Regions from separate parts of the Sus scrofa genome. Here region 1 is linked to region 2. A link is a contact called in public HiChIP or PLAC-seq data. All regions are on one chromosome and are shown on one strand. Each heading gives the region's core, a stretch centred on a gene start, on an enhancer-like site or on the middle of the called end of the contact. The rest is flanking DNA. Distances are from core to core; before and after follow the strand shown.

Region 1 (4,163 bases), core at 1,192-3,691, 150 kb after region 2:
GGGTTCCGAGGCTCCATTCCTTAATGGAGACTTGAACTGAAGCGTGACCTCAAAACCAAGATGAAGAACACGCAATTGCGAAACTTCAAATCAAAGACAAATATTATTCCTTTTACTGAACCATGAACCAAAATGTTTAACTTGATCACTTTACAGTAGAGCCAAAGTTAGGGATTGTTCTGTATACCATTTACCAGCACAAGCACATACAAATACTCTCCGAACCGTATCTCACTGGTTGGACTCCTCTTCTTGCAGTCACGAGGACTTTATAAAAGACATAGAAATATTAGCGACTCTTTTGAATCTTCATGTTCATTATGAGATCGAGACGGAAGACGGAAACCAAGTAACTCTCCCCCTTCTGCGGGGCAGCCCATCCCCCGCAAGCACGTAATCAAAAGAGGCTGAGGCTGCAAGAGGCTGCAGTCTGTTCTAACTCTCCGAGGACAGAGAGCACCTCCTATGCAGGGGTTTTCTTGAATGTCAGCTGGCTGCCTTTCAACGTTTGAGTACTTCGAGGTGCATAAAGATGACCTCAGTGCATGGTTTTGAGAAGAGGGTCTTGAAGCCTTTCTTCTCCCATTCCAATGAATGGAACAAAGAATCTTGAGTGAGTTCCTTGTGCTATAGTCTGTTTTCTGGTGTTCATCTCCCATGGGAACCAAAGCAACAGATTATAGGGCTGGGAAGGACTTGAGACAAGGTCATTTTACGCTGGGGAGGGTCAGGCCGAGAGAGACTGACTGGCCTGCGGCATTATAGCCAGTAAGAGGCAGAGCATGGAGTGATTCTTGGCCCCGAGGCTGCTGCTACCATGAAGCCACACTGCCTCCGATGAGGGCACTGCAACTGTGCCATAACCACCTTTGTGGTCAGCAAGTGATATGAACCCAAAGGGACAGACTTAAAAACTACATCACCAGGGACTTGGAGTAGAGGTTAAGATCTAATGGAGGGAACCCAGAGAGGCTCACTTGCAATTTAGAGCAAGCCTAATGATCTAAAAAACAAGCCAAAAACAAAGACGACTTTAGTGCAGTTCGAGGTTTTAAGAACCCCTAAAATTCAAACTTGTTTTGGAACTCAGCAAGTAGGCTCCCTCCCTCCCCTCCCCAGTCTGAAAACAACAGAGAGGGGAGAGCCTTTTTCTGGCTTGCTCAGTGCTGTACCCTCCTAACACTTATTATTTGCTGAGTGAATTCCAACCTGGATTTATGACCTGGTTTAAACCCTGGCTGATTACAACCTGCCCACCCAGGAGGGCAGGGTGAACAGGCAGTCGCCAGAGTCTGCCTAAACTCCACGACCATCTACTCTGTGACCCACCAGCAGGCAGCCCCGGGGCAAGGCTTTGGTTTACACCGACTTACCCCACACTGACTTGAGGTATAGTCCATGAATTCTGCCATTGTTCTGAAGGAAGCACTGAGGGTGGGGAGTCTTTCTTCTCTCTGTTTGAATAATAATAAGTAATAAACGACAAGTCACAGGTGAGATCTGCTATCCCCTACTGGAGAATGAAGTCATTTGGGGAATAGCTTCCTTTTTACTTTTGGAAAGACCCCTGCAAGTTGAAGTCAGTAAGAATTACATTACTGAGAAAGAATTCCCATTCTAAAAGGAATACATAGACGTGCAATTTTCCAATACAAAGATAGGTTTATCTAACACCAAAGGGTAGCATGTAAGAATTGTTTTAAAAGTAACCAATCAGGGCCGAGCACTAGCGGTCTCTCGCAGTATCCTAAAGCTACCCAATAGGAATCTGTCAAACGTCAAGCGTTTTCAAAGGGCTTTTCAGTTCACTGTTCTGTCCGCCAAGGACAGGCTCCCTCGGGCGCTTGTGTGTGCCGTGCCCTGGTTCCCGGTGCGGCGAATGAATGGGTTGGTCCCCCAGCACAGGAGCCCTCACCTCTCCCGGCAGCAGGCGCTGGGGGCCGGCTGCCAGCCCTCTTTCCCGGCAGGGCAGCTCCCGCGAAATAACCCCCACGCTGCCTTTGGGAAGCTCCACCGAACGCCAGTCCACGGCCCTCCTTCTGGCTCGCTCCAGCACTTCCCGAGCCAGCCTAGCCGAGCGCTGCAGGGAGCGTCGGTCCACCCCGTTCAGCGCCGCGGCCACCAGACAGCTCTCCATGTCCCCCTGGGTGGGCACAGACACACAAACACCGGCGGGTCGGCGGGCCGCCGGCACCCCGCTCCAGCTCGGAGTCGGACCCAGAGGGCCTCGACCTCCCCGGCGGCCACCGCCCCCGGCTCCGCCCAACGCGCTCTCCCGCGGGGGCAAAGTCGGCAGCGAGGGGTTGCTCGCGGAACCCGTCCATTTCCGCCCCCGCCTCCCGAGGCGCGGGAGCCCTCACCAGGCCAGCCTCCCAAGGCGCATGCGCTCAGCTCTAGGTTGGCGGTGGAGGGCGGGCACCTCAGAGCCCTGCGCCGGCGCAGCAGGCCATTGGCGGAGTGGGGGCGAGGGGCGTGGCCAGGGGCGGTGGAACGCGGCCAGCGCAGGACACGCCTCCTGCGTCCTGGCGTGGTTCCCGCGCGCGGGCTGCCGGGCCAACGGGCGGGGCGGGGCCTGTAGGGGGCGGGGCCTGGAGGCCGCGGGGCGGGTCTGGGCGGAGCCTGAGGCGGGGCCTGGGGGCGGCAGCTCAATGCAGCGCGCGGCCCTGGCCGCTGACTTCGCGTCGCTGGAGTTCTTGGGCCGCGACTTGGCCCTTAGAAGTGGTCTCCGCCGCTTAACGCCGGGCACTTGGTGAAAAGTCGGCTGGTCTCCCGTAGGGCTAGGAATTGTAGGGAAACACACGTGCCTCCAGGCACCTCTTAACACCTGGTCTGTATTTTGGGCGGTCGCTGCCCTAAAACCTACCCTGCTTGAGGCGACGGCTGGGGTCGGAGCCCTGCAGCTGCGCGTGGCCTTGCTGCCACGTGGCCTCTGGGGAAGGCGTGCGTCCGCCCGCGGCTGCAGCCGGGCCCTGCCTGGTGCTGGGGGTCTCCCGTGATCCGCCGGCCTCGGTGGGAAGCGTCCTCGCGCTTCTGGAGGCCTCTTTTCTTTAGCTTCACCTCAGCTTCCTCTACCTGCGCTTTTGCTGTTTCCTGCTTCCCTCTCACAGAAGGAGACGGAATGGAAGCCGTCCCTGTCCTTGCATAGTTTTCATCGCAGGAGTTTCCTCAAACTTGTCCTTTAATCGTTTGTTCGGGCGCCTGCTTTAGGACCTAGTCGTTACGAGCCCTGGGTTGGGAACACCCAGTCTGAAGAGCTGAGTTTGAATTCAGACTCCGCCGCTTTTGCTGTGTGATTCGGGGTGAACAACTTCTCTGAGCCTCGCTTTTCCTCACCTCTGTACCTGGGGATGCGGGGAGTACCCCTCTCCGCGGACGGTGAGCTGCTTGCGTTGTTCACTGCGTTAAAGTTGCATGTAGTGTTTTCTCAGTCCCGGAAGGGACTGCCTGGATTGGGTTGTTGAAAGGATTTTGTGAGAGAATTCCTGTAAAAGCCGCAGCACACTGCCTTGCAAAGAGTAAGTGCTGCATAGGTGTAGCGCTCCATTACCTGCCCGGGGCTGTCCTCCCAGCTTGGAGAACACAACCTATAAAGGAGGATAAAAAAAGAAGGAATAATGCACATAAACTCTGTCATGCTAGGAACAAAATATTAAGATTTTGTTCATAAGCTGTTTGCCATAAGATTGACAGAGATGCCGTGCTTTGAAGCTCAGGGGAGAAATAGATACTGCTCAGCTGGGGAGTCAAGACGGGCTTTGCAGAAGGAAGCATTTGAGCTAAGCCTTGACGGATGGCCTAGGGATAAACAGGAAAAGGGGTAGTTAAGATACCCGTTAACTGCTCTTCTAATGAGTGTAGTTAGGGGTGATATAGAATTTGTCTTTTATTGTTTATGGATTGCAAGATCCTGGCTGTGTAACTGTTAGCTGTGTCTGTGTAACCAAGAGGGGACTGCTTACCTATTCTATACCTCAGTTTTATCATCTCTACAGTGGGAATAACAATACATTCCTCATAGGGTAGTTGTGAGGGTCAAAGAAGTTGATATCAGTAAGGTAGGACTTGGTGCATAGTAAATGCTCAGTGAACATTAGCTGGTATTATTATCTTCATCACACTTCAGCCTCGTCTCCCAGTAGGCCCTCATATGTCTGATACTATGT
Region 2 (3,973 bases), core at 763-3,262:
GTTCATGGCCTCTCAGCCTGGGGCGGGAAGAGGGAGGTTCAGGAACCATGCGGGGACCTCAGGGGGACAATAGAGGGCGGACAGCCGCTGGCCCTGGGCCCGCCAAGCCCCTCCTGCAGCGGGTCCCTGACGTTGGAGCACAGATTTCCCCTGGAGCCCTCCATGGAAATTCCCAGTTATTAACCATCTTGACTGATTGGAAGCGTCAGAAAGGTTTGCGCAGGAATCCAGGAGCTGACCCGCTGAAAGCACATCTGTATGGAAGTTAGGGCAAACAAAATAGGATTCCGAACATTTTTGGAGATCTGTGCCAGCTGTAAACGTTTCCAGGAAACACAACAAAAACTGACTCTCTTAGGCAAAAAAACATTGGGTCTTAGAACTACTTTGTATCCTTACTAAAATATAAGCTCGGGGGACCAGTGAAGGCAAAGAATAGCGTGTCTGGTTTCTTGCCCGGCACAAGGGGCTGGAGAAGACGCCTAGAGAGGTGACTGGGCAGCCTTGTGTATTTAGATGCTTTGACTGGAGCCAAAATGGTCTGTGCCACACAGTGGGCACTTTTGGGTTGGATTTTAAAGGAAAATAACTTTGATCATTTCAAAAGCAATGACGCTTAATGCAGCGGAGAGAAAAGAAGGTGGTAATTTATGGCCACTGTTAGGGACACAAAGACAAAGACGGAGAGAACCGTTCACCTAGTGAAGATTTACAAATGTGTAAAACCACCCTTAGGACTAGAAATAGCTGAGTGTCTCTTGGCACCAAACAAAAGGGGGCGAGAGTGAGGAGGGAAAGAAAAAACCTGCCTGCCTTCGCTGGGGATGAAGAGGTCAAAACAAAAACAAAAACAAACCAACCACAGCAAAGTTCTTATTTTCTCAGATTCTCCAGCAGACAGCAGCGGCGCTAGCAATGAAGACCCGAAGAGGCAGTCCCAGCCCCGCGGGGCAGCAGCGGAGAGGGCAGGGGGCTGGGGGCCCGGGGAGGGCGGTGGACCCCAGGAAGATAAGGTTTTGTGCCTGAGCTCGGTGGGGATTTTTTGTGATGTTTATTTTTTTCTGATTATCAAAGGAATGTATACACACACACACACACACCTGTATGGATGTACCTAGTCATAGGGAAAATTTAATAAATGCAGAGAAGCTCAAAGCACAGGCAAACCCCTGAGTACGGTGGATTGTCGCACCTTGGAATTGCTGCTACCTGGGGAGAGGCTGATGCTGGGGGTTGGGGGGGCGGCTCTGGTCACCTGTGCCCCTGTGTAGGTGTGTTTCCTTGTAAAGGTGCCTTGCTCGCAGACCCAGGTGGCTGCCGGTATCTGCAGCTGGGCTGACCTGAGGTTTACAAGTCCAGCTGGTGCCACCTGTGCCACCTGTGCCCCAGGCAAAGTGGGGTGGTCTCCTGTCCCTGGTGCCTCACCCTCGACCTCCCGCTTCCTTTCCCTTCGCCTTTTAGGCTGCTCTGAAGAGACATCGAACCCCAGGCTAGGACAAGAGGACTGCCGTCCTGGGAGGACTGGGGGGCAGGGGGTGCAAGGGGGCCTGGGATGGGCAGGATGGGGAAGGGGCAGACAGGGTGTGCCAGGGGAGCAGAGAAGCAACTCTGAAGTCTGCGGTCGCTCTCATTCCATCCACACTAAAGGCAGGTAAGCCTTGCAGGTGGCTTTGGGATCTGGGGACTCTAGGACACTTGCTGGGCTCCCCGTGTCCGCCTACTTCAGGCCAGAAGCGCCGTTTGTCCTCCCGAGAGGAGCCGGGCCAAGCCGGAGGACCCCGCACAGGTTGGGCGAGGGCCCGGGGCGCGGCAGGCTGCGGGGCCTGCGCGAGGGCCCGGGGCACCCGGCGAGCCCGCCCCCGCCCGGGCCCCGCGGCCGCGCCCCTCGGCCGAGCGGGGGCGGGAGGGCGCGGGGGAGGTCCGTGCGAAGCGGGGGCGGGGGCGGGGGGCCGGCAGGCCGCCCTCACCTCTCCGCGCCGCCGCCGCCTCTTCTCCGGGCCGCCGCGCGGGCCATGGGGGGCGCAGGCCGCCGCCGCGGGGGCGCGGCGCGGGCGCTGCTGCCGCTGCTGCTGTCGCTGCCGCTGCTGCTGCTGCTGCGGGCGGCCGGCCCCGGGCCGCCGGAGGAGGGTGAGTGTCCCGCCGCGGGGCGCACCTGGCGCGGGGCGGGGGCGGCGGCAGGGTTCCGCGTGTCCTGCTCGCCCGGGGCTCTCCCGCAGGCCGGGCCGAGGCGGCGCCCCCGCACGGGCTTGAGGCCCGGGGCCTGGGGACACGGCCGGCCTCGGCCCCGGCCCCGATGGCCGTGCCCCCGGCGCGCTAGCGGTCTGCGCGGGGAGCGGGCCGGGCGGCCGCGGGCGGAGGCGGGGAACCGAGGGCTCGGCCGCGGCCCGCGCGAGGTCCAGGCAGCTGCGCCCCCGGCATCGCGGCCCAGAGGTGGCCCGCGGGCCTCGCGTCCGCCCCGGGGAGTTTTCTCCCTGCGCAACAGCCGCTGTTTGACAGGCCGAGACCCCGTTCTGCACCCAAACTGGAATCAAAATACTTTCAAAACGCTTTTGTTTTGAAGGAGCCCCCGGAGCGCTCTCAGCCCGGGAAGCGCTTCTCCCGGGGCCCGGCGCGTCTGGGGTGTGTGCCAGCCCAGAGCCAGAGGGTTGCCTCAGACCCCAACCCGGAGGAAGCTGGCAGAGCGGCTCTGTTCTCAGAGCGCTTGTGCCCGCTCCAACTCTCCCCCGCCGGGCCCTTGCCCCGCCTGCTCACGTGCCAGGCGCTGGCCTAGGCCGCAGGGACTCAGATCCGCGCTGTGGTCCCGGGACGCCGTCTAGCCCAGGAGACAGGCAGGAAAAGTGGTGGTGTGATATGTGACACATCTTAGGGGTCGCCTTCTGACACTCCCGGGTCATGACAGGCTTCCTAGGTGAGGTGGGTCTGAGCAGAGTCCTGAAGGCCATTGTAGAGGGCATCCCAGGCAGAGGGCACCCTGGGCAGAGGGCGCAGGGTGTGCCTGGAAACCGGGCCTGGAGGCTCATCCCAGGAGCTCCCAAGCGGTTTAGCTGGTGTTGCCAGGAAGGGGTCAGGGCCAGGCCACCCAGGGCTTAGGACACCCTACCAGGAGCTGCCGTGCTGTTTTGCAGATGTGGACGGGTATGCCCAGGGGGTGGACGATTGCCACACCAATGCCCTGTGTCAGAACACACCCACCTCCCACAAGTGCTCCTGTGGGCCTGGCTACCAGGGGGAGGGCAGGCGGTGTGAGGGTAAGTGACTTGGGGACCAGCAGAGGGGCGCCAGCGGCGGAAGCTTCCTTAGCTCTTGCACTGGCCGCTCATGTTGGTGAAAGTGCTGCTCTGCCCCCCCCCAGCACATCAGCCCCTCCCTGCAGCGCATTTCAGATCCTTAAGAGACAGGGAACATCGGGTCTTCCTGAGGGCTGGTCATACTGTTTTATCTGCTTCTGCATTGTCCTTTTGTCTAGCTTCTAAAAGCAACAACAACAACGAAAGGCACGTTCGTATCTTTTGGTCCCGAGTCACTCAGCTTAGGGGGCAGAAGGTCAGCAGCCTTGTTGGTCGGGAGAGCCATGCCACCAGAGCAAGGCTGGCCTGGCGCCTCCCTGAGGCAGCTGGCACTTTCACTCCGGAGCTGGAGTGCCAGGGCCTGCTCTCGCGTGAGGCTCCGGCGGCTGTCTTTCCATGACTTTTCCAGTTTGGCATTGTGACCTGCCAGGCTTTGGACCGACGCCAAGAACCTGCCTCATTTGGAGCTGCAGGTTTGCCCTGGAAAGACGTGTGCAGAGGGATGTTTTCAGTCCTTGGGGCTCCAGGTCTGAGATCCTCAAGTCTGGACTCGGCCGTTTTGTGCTCTGGGCCCCTGGGGGTCGGCCCCCTCTCAGGAACTCTGAGGTTGAGAACGGGCCACAGGCTGGACTCTCATAGGAGGGGCTGCTCGGGGGCATGGAACCCGTGGATGTGGGAGCTGGCAG

The links. HiChIP or PLAC-seq counts read pairs in DNA pulled down with a chosen protein or histone mark.
Region 1: an H3K27ac HiChIP or PLAC-seq map of skeletal muscle shows a contact between it and region 2. The contact joins the promoter of AKIP1 here to the promoter of SCUBE2 in region 2. A contact is called at or near these places in 3 of 47 Hi-C or Micro-C datasets (alveolar macrophages, embryonic fibroblasts and skeletal muscle) and 1 of 2 datasets of contacts at active chromatin or transcription factors (skeletal muscle).

What each region holds. Positions count from the first base shown.
Region 1 is chr9:535,323-539,485 of Sscrofa11.1, forward strand. AKIP1 (A-kinase-interacting protein 1) reads right to left here and starts at 2,442. Exons shown (of 6, transcript XM_013979076.2): 1 at 2,361-2,442; 2 at 1,916-2,143; 3 at 1,374-1,454. The coding sequence starts at 2,137.
Region 2 is chr9:387,794-391,766 of Sscrofa11.1, forward strand. SCUBE2 (signal peptide, CUB and EGF-like domain-containing protein 2) reads left to right here and starts at 2,013. Exons shown (of 21, transcript XM_021062256.1): 1 at 2,013-2,127; 2 at 3,126-3,248. The coding sequence starts at 2,013.